Regions from separate parts of the Macaca mulatta genome. Here region 1 is linked to region 2. A link is a contact called in public Hi-C data. All regions are on one chromosome and are shown on one strand. The core of a region is the stretch at or near the end of the contact, and the rest is flanking DNA. Distances in the headings are between cores, read along the strand shown.

Region 1 (5,564 bases), core at 3,054-5,553, 93 kb before region 2:
GAATGACTTCACCTCAGTGCCCATCTAGGCACTGTCCATTGGTTCAGTTCTTCATGGTTTCCAGGGAGGCAGGGAGCTTGGAATACCTACATTGCTGTCACTTGGCAACCAGGAACTGGTGGCTGCAGCCACCGGCCAAGTTCTTTCTATCATCCCGGGCCCTCATCTCTGGCATGGGCTCTTGGTAGTGGGGGCCCAGACAGGGAGGCACCCGCCACCTGCTTCCTTTCTCAGCCACTCACAGCACTTACAAGGGCAGAATGGGACTCTTGCTGATGTAGGTAAGTCCACAGAAAGTGCTGGATGAATCAGGGGCAACACACACACACACACACACACACACACACACACACACACACCAGCCCCAGGAGGTCCTCCCATTTGCTCCCATCCCTGGAGGACCCTGGGGTTCAGGACAGGTGGAACATAGTCCTGGCCTTCACGGGATTCACAGCCTGGTTCAGGAGATAGAGTTTACCCCATTCTTTCAATACACTGATGCCAGTGCCTATTCCATGCTGGCTGCTGGGTTACAGACTTTCCAAGGCATGGCTCACCCCTGGTCAGGGGTGTGGGAGGACATAGCAGTCCGCACTACAACACCCTCGTCACCCTTCAGCAGTCACCTCTACACGCAGACTGCTTTCTCTAAATTATGCGACTCTCTGCCTGAGGGCCTTCCAGGACCCCAGAAGCAGCTCTCAGCCTGTGGCAGATGCCCTCAAATGGAAGAGCTCTGAGACATGCCCCATACTGCCTCCCAGAGTTCCCAGGTAGGTGTGCGGTCCAGTTGCCCGTAGAGGTAACTGGCTTCATCACACTCCCTCTGCTGGCTGCCTTTCCTTCCTGTCTCACTTCCCTACTCCACTGCCCCCACTGCTATTTCCTGGAATCAGCTCCCAGATAAACCACTCAAATCCCTGTCTCACCATGGGCTTCTGAGATAATACTTGTTAAGACAGCGATGATGGTGTAGAAGAGGGAGCCAGCGTTCTATAAGATGCCAGCTACAACCAACTGTATGCAAAGCAGTGTTGAACCAAGGGGTGGGGATGACGGAGCTGCCTGCCCTGGTGCAGACAAGGAGTGGGTACATTTGCTGTAAAAAACTTTAAAGTAGTAATAAAAGAGACCAAAAGTCAGTCCACTTTTTGCTATCATCATGAACCAGCAATTTACATCAACTTCAATGATAAAATTCTCCACCTGACTAAGGCTGATAGCTCTCACTGTCCCATGCCCACCCCTTGGTACCCCACTGACGCCAAGCACACTGAGAAAGAGCAATTAATCATGGGCAAAGAGATGAGGGAAACCTCACTCAGGAGACAACATTGACCTTCTAATCACACACAGCTAGCTGCATTCCACCACGCCTTTGCACATACTGTTTCCTTTTAGTGGAACACCTTTTGCTCCTAAATCCACTTTTTTTTTTTGAAGACAGTCTCGCTTTGTCACCCAGGCTAGAGTGCAGTGGCTTGATCTCAGCTCACTGCAGCCTCCACCTCCTGGGTTCAAGTGATTCTCCTGCCTCAGCCTCCCAAGTAGCTGAGATTATAGGTGCCTGCCACCACGCCTGGCTAATTTTTGTATTTTTAGTAGAGACAGGGTTTCACCATGTTGGCCAAGCTGGTCTTGAACTCCTGACCTCGTGATCTGCCCGCCTCAGCCTCCCAAAGTGCTGGGATTACAGGCGTGAGCCACCGTGCCTGACCAGTGCTTTTTTTTTTTTTTTTTTTTAAACACTAGACAGTGAGCCCTATAGGGACAGGAACCTGTTCATCTGTGTCTGGCCCACACTAGGCACTTAGGAATGGGCTGCCACTAAGTAGGCACCTTAAGTGGACACCCTGCACTATGGTTCATGGCAGCCCAGCCTATCAAAGTTTATTGATGGAATGAATCTGTAGAACTTTTCCATAACTGGATAAGGGTATCACAACAGAAGGGACAGAACAAGCAAAAGCAGGGAAGCCCGAAAGTGCAGAACTTCTCAGTAGAAAGGGCAAATAGCTTTATGCCACAGGCAGTACATCTCAGAGAGGAGTTCCACAGCCATCAGCTTTAGTGTCGTCCAGAATGTGGTCAACATACATGCACTCTTCCTCAGACCTTCTCATCCAGAATCTCTGCAGAAGGAGTTCAAGAATCTGGGTGTCTCAAGGAAACTCTAGGAACACAAAATTTGGAGAGGCACAGGACCAGCTGACAAAGGGAGTGGTGAACTATAAAGAGATAAGAGTGGCCTGATTGGGTTGGGGCTAGGACAAGAATTCATTTCTTCATTCAGTATTCATTCTTTCTTTCAATAAGTATAGATTGATCCCAGATAGCATTCAGGTACATATGTGCACAAGGTAGACATGCTCCCTGTTTCTTTGTCACAGTCTAGTGGAAAGACAGTCATTAAATAAGCAAAGAAATAAATACCTAATATAGTTTCAAGTTATGATTAGTGCTTTGCAGGGAAAAAAAAAAAAAAAAAACAGGAGAGGGGTTAAAGACTGGAGAAGGTTATTTGGATGGAATGGTCTGGGAAGCCCTCTATTGAGGATGGTAGGAGTGAGGGATGGAGCCTCTAAAAATGAAGAAGCAAGACACGTAGATATTTGGGAAAAGAGCATTCCAGGAAGAGGAATGCAAAGGCCTAAACAGAACACATGAAAGAGGGAAAGTGGTTGGGAAGCTAGATGCTGGAGGATCAGACCAGGGTGGAAGCAGTGAAGGTGATGGGAAGTGGTCAGATTCATAATATATTTTGAGAGTGGAGTCAACTAGCTTTGCTGTTGGACCAGATGTAGCTGTGAGAGAAGGGGAGCCAAGGTCATTGCAGGTATAAAGGGGATGGGAGGACAGTTGAAGGAGATTGAATCAGAGAGGTACAGGACTGGCAGGGCTGGGGCAGGAGGTGGCAGACCACATGCAGGTTCCTGCAGACCACGGGGAGGACTTTACTTTTCCATTGAGCGTGATGGGAACCCTGTGAGATTTTGAGCCGAGGGATGTGATCTGACTTGTTTTCTTTTTTCTTTTTGTTTCTTTTTTGAGACGGAGTATCGCTCTGTTGCCCAGGCTGAAGTGCAATGGTGAGATCTTGGCTCATCGCAACCTGCACCTCCCGGGTTCCATCGATTCTCACGCCTCAGCCTCCTAAGTACCGGGGACTAAAGGCGTGCGCCACCACGCCCAGCTAATTTTTGTATTTTTAGTAGAGACAGGGTTTCACCATGTTGGCCAGGCTGGTCTCAAACTCCTGACCTCAAGTGATCCACCTGCCTCGGCCTCCCAACGTGATGGGATTACAGGCGTGAGCCGCCACACCCGGCGGATCTGACCTGTTTTCTAACAGAATCTCTCTGGTTGCGAAGTGCAGTACAGAGAGAGACAGGAATGGAATGGGGCAGTTCCGAGGCTGATGCCAGGCGTCCAACTGAAAGATGACAGGAGCTTGGACCAGGTTGGTGACTGGGATGGGGAAACTAAATTTATTTGGGTAAAAACAATAAGTGGATTTCATGAAACTTGTTGACGTAATGGGTGGTAAAAATCATAAAGGGGGTAGTCAAACAAATGATTGAAATTTGGTAATGGGTCAGGAGCTTCAGCTCTGCCGGCAGCAGTTGTGTCTTCTTGGAAAAATGGTTTCAACTCTCAGCCGTTTTGTCATCTGCAAAATGGGGATAATAATGGTACATCATAGAGTTGTTGAGAAGGTGATGTAAAGGTTTTAGTACAGGATGTAGCACACAATAAACACTTAATAAATGTTATCTTAGAAGCCAGACTGCTAGGTTCCTGTAACCATCTCAGCCATTCACCGGCTGGCTGTTGTCACCTTGGTCAAATTAGCCCTCTGTGCCTCAGTTTCCTCATCTGTGCAATGAGGCACATTAATCGTTAATATCAACTGCATAGAGTTGGGTTGTGAAGATTAAATAAATGAATACAAGTAAAGCATTCAGAATAATGTGGCCGGTAGTAAGCACTGCGTACGTATTAACGATTATTAAGAATGTATTTTAGCCACATTTCCCAGCCCCTTCCCCGGCCTAGCATAACCCATTTTGTGCATGGGAAGTCTGGCTTTCAGCAAGGTGGCCTCTTGGAGGGCGCTGTGCTTGCGTGAAGCGATCCTGTCGGCCGCGGCGAAGACCCAGGTTCCGGCTTTGAGGGGTCTCGCCCCGCGCGGTCCCTGGCGGAACCTTTTAGTTCTGCGCTCGCGTTGCCAGCCCGGCGCGCCTCACGCAGTTGCGCCCGCTCCTGGGGCTACTTCCGGCGGCCCCGCCCCGCCCCGCCCCCGGGCGTCTCCATCTTGGTCTCAGGTGTAGGCTCTGCCAGAGCTAGCGCAGGAGTGAAGCGGAGTTATAGCTACCTCGGCCGCGGAGCTGGCTCACTGCACTACCCCCTCCCCCTTCTCTCCTCCAGACGCCGAAGTCGCTGGCGCTCATGGCGGGCCTGGAGGTACTGTTCGCATCGGCAGCGCCGGCCATCACCTGCACGCAGGACGCGCTCGTCTGCTTCTTGCATTGGGAAATGGTGACACACGGCTACTACGGCTTGGGTGTCGGTGACCAGGTACGCCACGGAGCCGGCCAGGGTGGAGGAGGGAACTGTCTTCTGTCCAAACTCAGAGGCCCGGAGGCCTGGTCCAGAGCGCCCGATTTCCCCGCCTTTCCCAATGCAGGGCCTGGGGCACATGACAGCGTTGGTAAAACCTGCGGGTCGGAGGTTGCTCACCTGCTCCAACCCAGCCCAGAGTCCCTCACAGCACAGCTGGCACAACATGATTTGTAAACTCAAGGGCAGAAACTCGCTTCAACACAGCCTGGCAGCCTCTCAGGCCAGGACTGTGTGGACCTAGCATTCCATAGAATGGAAAAGAATCCAGACAGGAGTTTAGCTCCCCAGAGCACTCCTCACCCACCTAATCTCCTCTGAATTCCTTCCCACCCAGCCTCGGGGTGAGGGGACTGACTCAGTTCCCCCCTCATACCACACTAGAGCCTCCACCAAACATCTGGATCCAAGCACAGGTACGGGAGTGAGCTTTGACCTACTCAGCCCCAGGCCACGGCCCTTTTTTCACCCCTTAGCATGGGCCCAGAGAGTTCACATGCCTTTCACGCTTTACTGAAGGGCCCAGCGTAGTCCACTCGCTACTGCCATCCCCAACTCAAGCTCTAGGAAACAGTCCCCCCTAGAATCGTATACACATACAGCCTGGATGTGAGAGTCATATGAGATTTTCTCCTCATAGCTGTCCCCATAGGGCCAGCCCCCTCCACTCCCATCCCCAGGCTCCACCTCTTACACCTAGGGACGTTGTTGTCATCCCCACCGAGTTCCAGGACCGCTGGGCCCAACCCACCTCACTAATTCTTTGCTCTAGCATTCTTCTGTCTTTGCTGTCTCTTCCCTGTGACCCTCATCCCCACATCCACATCATCCTAGACATCTGCTTGCTGGGACAACTGGGCCTGCCTCCATGCGTGCCCCTCACTGTCACTGTTCTCTCACTCTCAGAACCAAGACCAGCCATGGGAAACAGATCACCCCATCAC
Region 2 (5,550 bases), core at 1,800-4,299:
CCTTGGAGGAGTCAGGGAACACTCTGCTCCACCAGCTTCTTGTGGAAGGCTGGATATTATCCAGGCCTGCCCGCAGTCATCCCAAGGCCTAAACCCCTCCCTGTGGTGCTGTGCTTCAATGGTCACGCTCCTTGTCCACTTTCATGCTCCTCCCGCACTCCTGGTTCCTCTTTGAAGTTCACAGTAGATAGTGGTAGAAGAAATAGTAAAAGTCTCAAAGTCTTTGATCTTTCTTATAAGTGCAGAGAAGAAAACGCTGATGTATGCTGCCTTCTCTCTCTGCTTCCTGCTACCTAAAAGGGAAGGGCCCCCTATCCTGTAATCAGGTGACTTGCTTCACCTTGTCAATCACTTAGAAGATTCACCCTTGTTACCCTGCCCGCTTGTCTTGTATGCAATAAATATCAGCGAGCTCAGCCGTTTGGGGCCACTACCGGTCTCTGCATCTTGATGGTAGTGGTCCCCCAGGCCCAACTGTTTTCTCTTTATGTCTTTGTCTTGTGTCTTTATTTATTACAATCTCTTGTCTCTGCACACGGGGAGAATACCCGCTAAGTCAAGTAGGGCTGGACCCTACAGCTCTTAATAGGATTTGATCTATATTTTGAGACAGTCTCTCTGTTGTCCAGGCTGGAGTGCAGTGGCCCATACTCCGCTCACTGCAATCTCTGCTTCCCTGGTTCAAGCGATTTTCCTGCCTCAACCTCCCAAGTAGCTGGGATTACACGCATCCATCACCACTCCCGGCTAATTTTTGTATTTTTAGTGGAGACAGGGTTTCACCATGTTGGCCAGGCTGGTCTGCAACTCCTGGCCTCAGGAGTTGCAACTGCAACTCCTGCCTTGGCCTCCCAAAGTGCTGGGATTACAGGCGTGAGCCACCACACCCGTCCACGATCTATATTTTTCAAAGACCCCTCTGGCTTCAGTGTGGAGCAGCTGTCTCCAACCTTTTTGGCACCAGGGACCAGTTCTGTGAAAGACAATTATTCCACAAGCTGGGTGGGCGCGGGGTCACGAGAGTCTCGTGAGGAGCGCGCAACCTAGATCCCTCGCATACGCAGTTCACAACAGTTTTCGCGCTCCTGTGAGAATCTAATGCCTAGGCTGATGTGACAGGAGGCGAAGCTCAGGCGGTTAGGTTCGCTCGCCCGCTGCTCACCTCCTGCTATGCGGCCCTGTTCCCACCCGGGGTTGGGAACCCCTGGTGTAGAGAATGAGCTTTAGGGAGGCGAGTGACAGGAAGGAGACCGATCAGGAGGTTGGAGCTTTTCCAGGAGAGAGGTGGCTTAGACTAGGGTGGAGTGGGTGGAGATCTTGAGAAGGGATAGATTAAAGTCATATTTGAAGGTGGAGTGATGGGCTTGCTGATGGGTTGGCATTAAAGTAGACATGAGGGTGGCACCAAGGGTGTCTCCCAGACATCCTCTTGAATGGTTGCCGTGACACCATTTCCTGAGGTCAGAAATTGGGAGCTAAACTTCAATTTGAATCCTGTCTCTACAATTCCCAACCACGTGACCCTAAACAGATTGCTATTTTTTTCCCCAGCCTTTTCCTTATTCAAAAGAGGGAAAACCAATAACTGCCTTGTGAGATTGTTTGAAAAGTAAATGAGAAAACCCATGAAAATGCCCAGCCAGGAGCCTGAACCTTATCAATAACCTTATATTGGATGGCATTGACGCTCCAAGATTTATTAGTATTTACTATCAAACTCAAGAGAGGAAACCAGCTTTGCAGCCTGATACTCTTGCAGGATTTTTCTCAGGTTCTAGCACTTGGCTTTGGCTACTGATGATATTCCAGGCTGGAAAATATTTGCTGTCCCCAAAGGGCAGGTCAATGTGAATAATCTTTTTAATAATAATAATAATAGCTAATATTTGTAGAGCACTTATTATTGCTTGGCTCTTTACATGGTTCATTTTATTTATTTCTTACAATACCCTACGGCGCAAGTACTTTTATTATTTTCACTTTACAGATGAGAAAATCTGAGGTTCAAGGGATTACAGAATTTCTCCAGTGACCTCCAGCTAGTAAGTGGAAGAGAACAGACTGGACTGCATCATAGGGATGTTCAGAGATCAGCCAGAAAGGATCACCTTTCACAACAGGACTATGGGGCCCAGGCCCGGTCCCTATCATGCCCCTGCACAGGTGTCTCGGGTCCGAGAGCCAGGACAAAGCCGGAGACTGCGCGCTAGGACCGGTGCGCCTTGCTCACTGTCTGCTTCTATCCCTCCTGCCCCGTCCACTGTCCCCACCAACTCCCCGCTCCCTCGTCCCTCTCAGTCACAGTCCGCTCCAGTCTACCGCACTGCCCTAACTCTGTCCGAGCCCCCAGCCGCCGCAGCCGCTGCGCCGTCCCTCAGCCCCGCCCCTCCCCGCCCCTCCCCGCTCCTCCCCGCCCCTCCCCGCTCCTCCCCGCCCCTCCCCGCTCCTCCCCGCCCCTCCCCGCTCCTCCCCGCCCCTCCCCGCTCCTCCCCGCCCCTCCCCGCCCCTCCCCGCCCCTCCCCGCCCCTCCTCGCCCCTCCCCCCCCCCGCCTCCCGTCCCCGCCCCCTGCCTCCCGTCCCCGCCCCCTGCCGCCCGTCCCCGCCCCCTGCCGCCCGTCCCTCAGGCGCTGCCCCGCCCCGCCCCTCCATACCCCTCGACGCCCCTCCACATGTCCTGTACGTCCCTCTCCATCCCCTGCATGCCCCGCGCCTCGCCCACTGCCCCGCCCCATCCCCTGTCAGTCCCGCCCATCGCCCATTACCCCGCCCCATCCCCTGCACGCCCCGCCCTCGCCCACTGCCCCGCCCCATCCCCTGTCAGTCCCACCCGTCGCCCATTGCCCCGCCTTCTCCACGCCCCGCCCCGCGCCTGCGGCGCATTGCAGACGCCCAGCGGCGCCAAGAACCCGGCGCCCCGGACTCTAAACGCTGACCTGGCGACTCCTCGCAGCCCCCTTCTCTGGCGCGCCACACCTCAGACCAGGCTTTGAAAGTAGGGCGCAGCCTGAGAGGCCGGCCGGACCCCGAGGGCTGTAGGCGGGCTGGGAGATGGGAGCCGCCACCACCCACATCCCCACACGCACCCGGCCACGGCGCCTCACCGCCCGGTTAGCTCGCGGCGCCAAGCCCGGAGGGTCCCGCCTGAGGAAGAAAGGTCGTCGCCCGCAGCCCAGCTGGGGCTGGGAGCGCGACCCGGGGTCTCCTCGCCCGCACGAGGAAGAAAATGGGCGCTGTGGCCTCAGTTTCCCTCTGTGAGCACCCGGCCCTGCATTCTGAGGAGTCGTCTGTGGAGGAGCCTTTGGCGTCCCCCTGCCCCTGAGGGTGGCCGTCAGCTCCTCCCAGCCCAGCACTTTGCTTTCCCCTCCCTCACCCCCCGAAGGGTCTCGCCCTTTCTGGCTCACCCCTCTCTCCCCACTCTCCTCTCCTCCCACTCCCCTCTCCCAGGGTCCCCGCCTGGTCTCCTTCCGGCCCCTTCCTCCCTCCCTCCCCGCCACCGCCGCCACCCTGCCCTTCCCGGGCAGGTTCCCACGGATTGGCCCCATCCCGTTAGCTTCACTTTGCACGAAGTCAGTTCAATCTAGAGATAGAAATAGCCTCCAGGACGTGGTGGGGGGGTGAGGTGGGGGGAAGTTTGTGTGCATATTTTGTGGCGAGGGGAAAAAGGGTAGGTAATATGTGTTTGGGAAAATCAATGTCTCAGGAATAGTAAATCGCAGGATTTGGGGTTTCTGCTTTTTTTTTTTTTTTTTTTTTTTTTTTTTTTTTTTTTTAAAGAAGTCCATCACTTAAAAAGTACATTTTAGGCCGGGCGCGGTGGCTCACGCCTGTAATCCCAGCACTTTGGGAGGCCGAGGCGGGCGGATCACAAGGTCAGGAGATCGAGACCACGGTGAAACCCCGTCTCTACTAAAAAATACAAAAAATTAGCCGGGCGCGGTGGCGGGCGCCTGTAGTCCCAGCTACTCGGGAGGCTGAGGCAGGAGAATGGCGTGAACCCGGGAGGCGGAGCTTGCAGTGAGCCGAGATCGCGCCACTGCACTCCAGCCTGGGCGACAGAGCGAGACTCTGTCTCAAAAAAATTTTTTTTGAGACAGAGTCTCGCTCTGTCGCCCAGGCTGGGGTGCAGTAGTGCGATCTCGGCTCGCTGCAGCCTCCGTCTCCCGGGTTCAAGCGATTCTCCTACCTCAGCCTCCCAAGTAGCTGGGATTACAATGCCCGCCACCGTGCCTGGCTACTTTTTGTATTTTTAGTAGAGACGGGATTTCACCATGTTGGCCAGGCTGGTCTCCAATTCCTGGCATCAAAGTGACCCGCCCATCTCAGCCTCCCAAAATGCTGGGATTACAGGCGTGAGCCACTGCACCAGGCCAAAAAGTACATTTTAAAAGTACCTCACACCACTGGGAGCAATTTAAAAAGATAAATAGGAATTTATTCAGAGATAGCGAAACACACAGACTAAAAAGGAAAGCAGTGGAACCAACGCAAGGCACAAGTCATATACACTAAAATTTCCACCTGCCCCGTAGGGGAACGTGGTTTGGCGGATTGCGTCACCTTTAGTTGGGGCATAATGATTGAATTCTTGCGGTACAAATGGACACTGATCGAAGTTTACCTAAGTTTTTAATTCTGTGGCCAACTTTGTGTTTGTCTTGGCTCAGTTTTCTCTTAAGTAGAAATAAGTAGAAAAGAAGCAAAAAGAAGCTTCTATTGTGGCAGTGTAAATTTACTTATATGTAAGCAATAATTTGATTCTTTCCTAGAAGTCAACCAAAGTGCTATAACATCCCTTCTCATCTTTAGCTTAGTAATAGAGCCCTACGGTGTTACCAAGAATAGTACAGTTTGTAAAAATGTGCATTAATTCCTTCTCTTTGTTTTAAGTGAAGATTTTCTTTTATCGTTCTTTTTTTTTTTTTTTTTTTTTTTTTTTTTTTTTTTTTTTTGAGACGGAGTCTCGCTCTGTCGCCCAGGCTGGAGTGCAGTGGCCGGATCTCAGCTCACTGCAAGCTCCGCCTCCCGGGTTCGGGCCATTCTCCTGTCTCAGCCTCCTGAGTAGCTGGGACTACAGGTGCCTGCCACCTCGCCCGGCTAGTTTTTTGTATTTTTTAGTAGAGACGGGGTTTCACCGTGTTAGCCAGGATGGTCTCGATCTCCTGACCTAGTGATCCGCCCGTCTCGGCCTCCCAAAGTGCTGGGATTACAGGCTTGAGCCACCGCGCCCGGCCTCTTTTATCGTTCTTATTTCAAAACATTTAAATTTGATTCTTGTTTCTTCCCTTGCCTTCTAATTATTTTCCTATAGTTTCTTGTTTTCTTCATTTTTCCACTTTATTGAGTGGAAACTCCACTCCACTTTTTGGAATCCCATGATTTTAACTTCAAAAATTAAAATATTGTTGAATAAACCAAAGCATCTTGAAGAGGGCAATGAAATTCAACACCTGCATATAAATCAATAATCCAACACTTCTTAAATTCTTAAGTTTTAGAAAAGATGTGCCCTGTATTAGCTTTTCTTGGTTTTGTCTGCCTTTTCCTACTCTT

Evidence for each region. Hi-C and Micro-C count contacts between places; a contact is called where the count stands out from the background.
Region 1: a contact with region 2 is called in a Hi-C map of CD4 T cells, with 2.9 times the contacts expected there. The contact joins the promoter of PSMF1 here to the promoter of RAD21L1 in region 2. A contact is called at or near these places in 5 of 14 Hi-C or Micro-C datasets (CD4 T cells, cortical neurons, fetal cortex germinal zone and 2 more).

Annotation. Positions count from the first base shown.
Region 1 is chr10:83,017,855-83,023,418 of T2T-MMU8v2.0, reverse strand. PSMF1 (proteasome inhibitor subunit 1) reads left to right here and starts at 4,303. Exons shown (of 7, transcript XM_001112708.5): 1 at 4,303-4,578. The coding sequence starts at 4,450.
Region 2 is chr10:82,923,210-82,928,759 of T2T-MMU8v2.0, reverse strand. RAD21L1 (RAD21 cohesin complex component like 1) reads left to right here and starts at 3,049. Exons shown (of 13, transcript XM_077949060.1): 1 at 3,049-3,251; 2 at 3,445-3,545. The coding sequence starts at 3,049.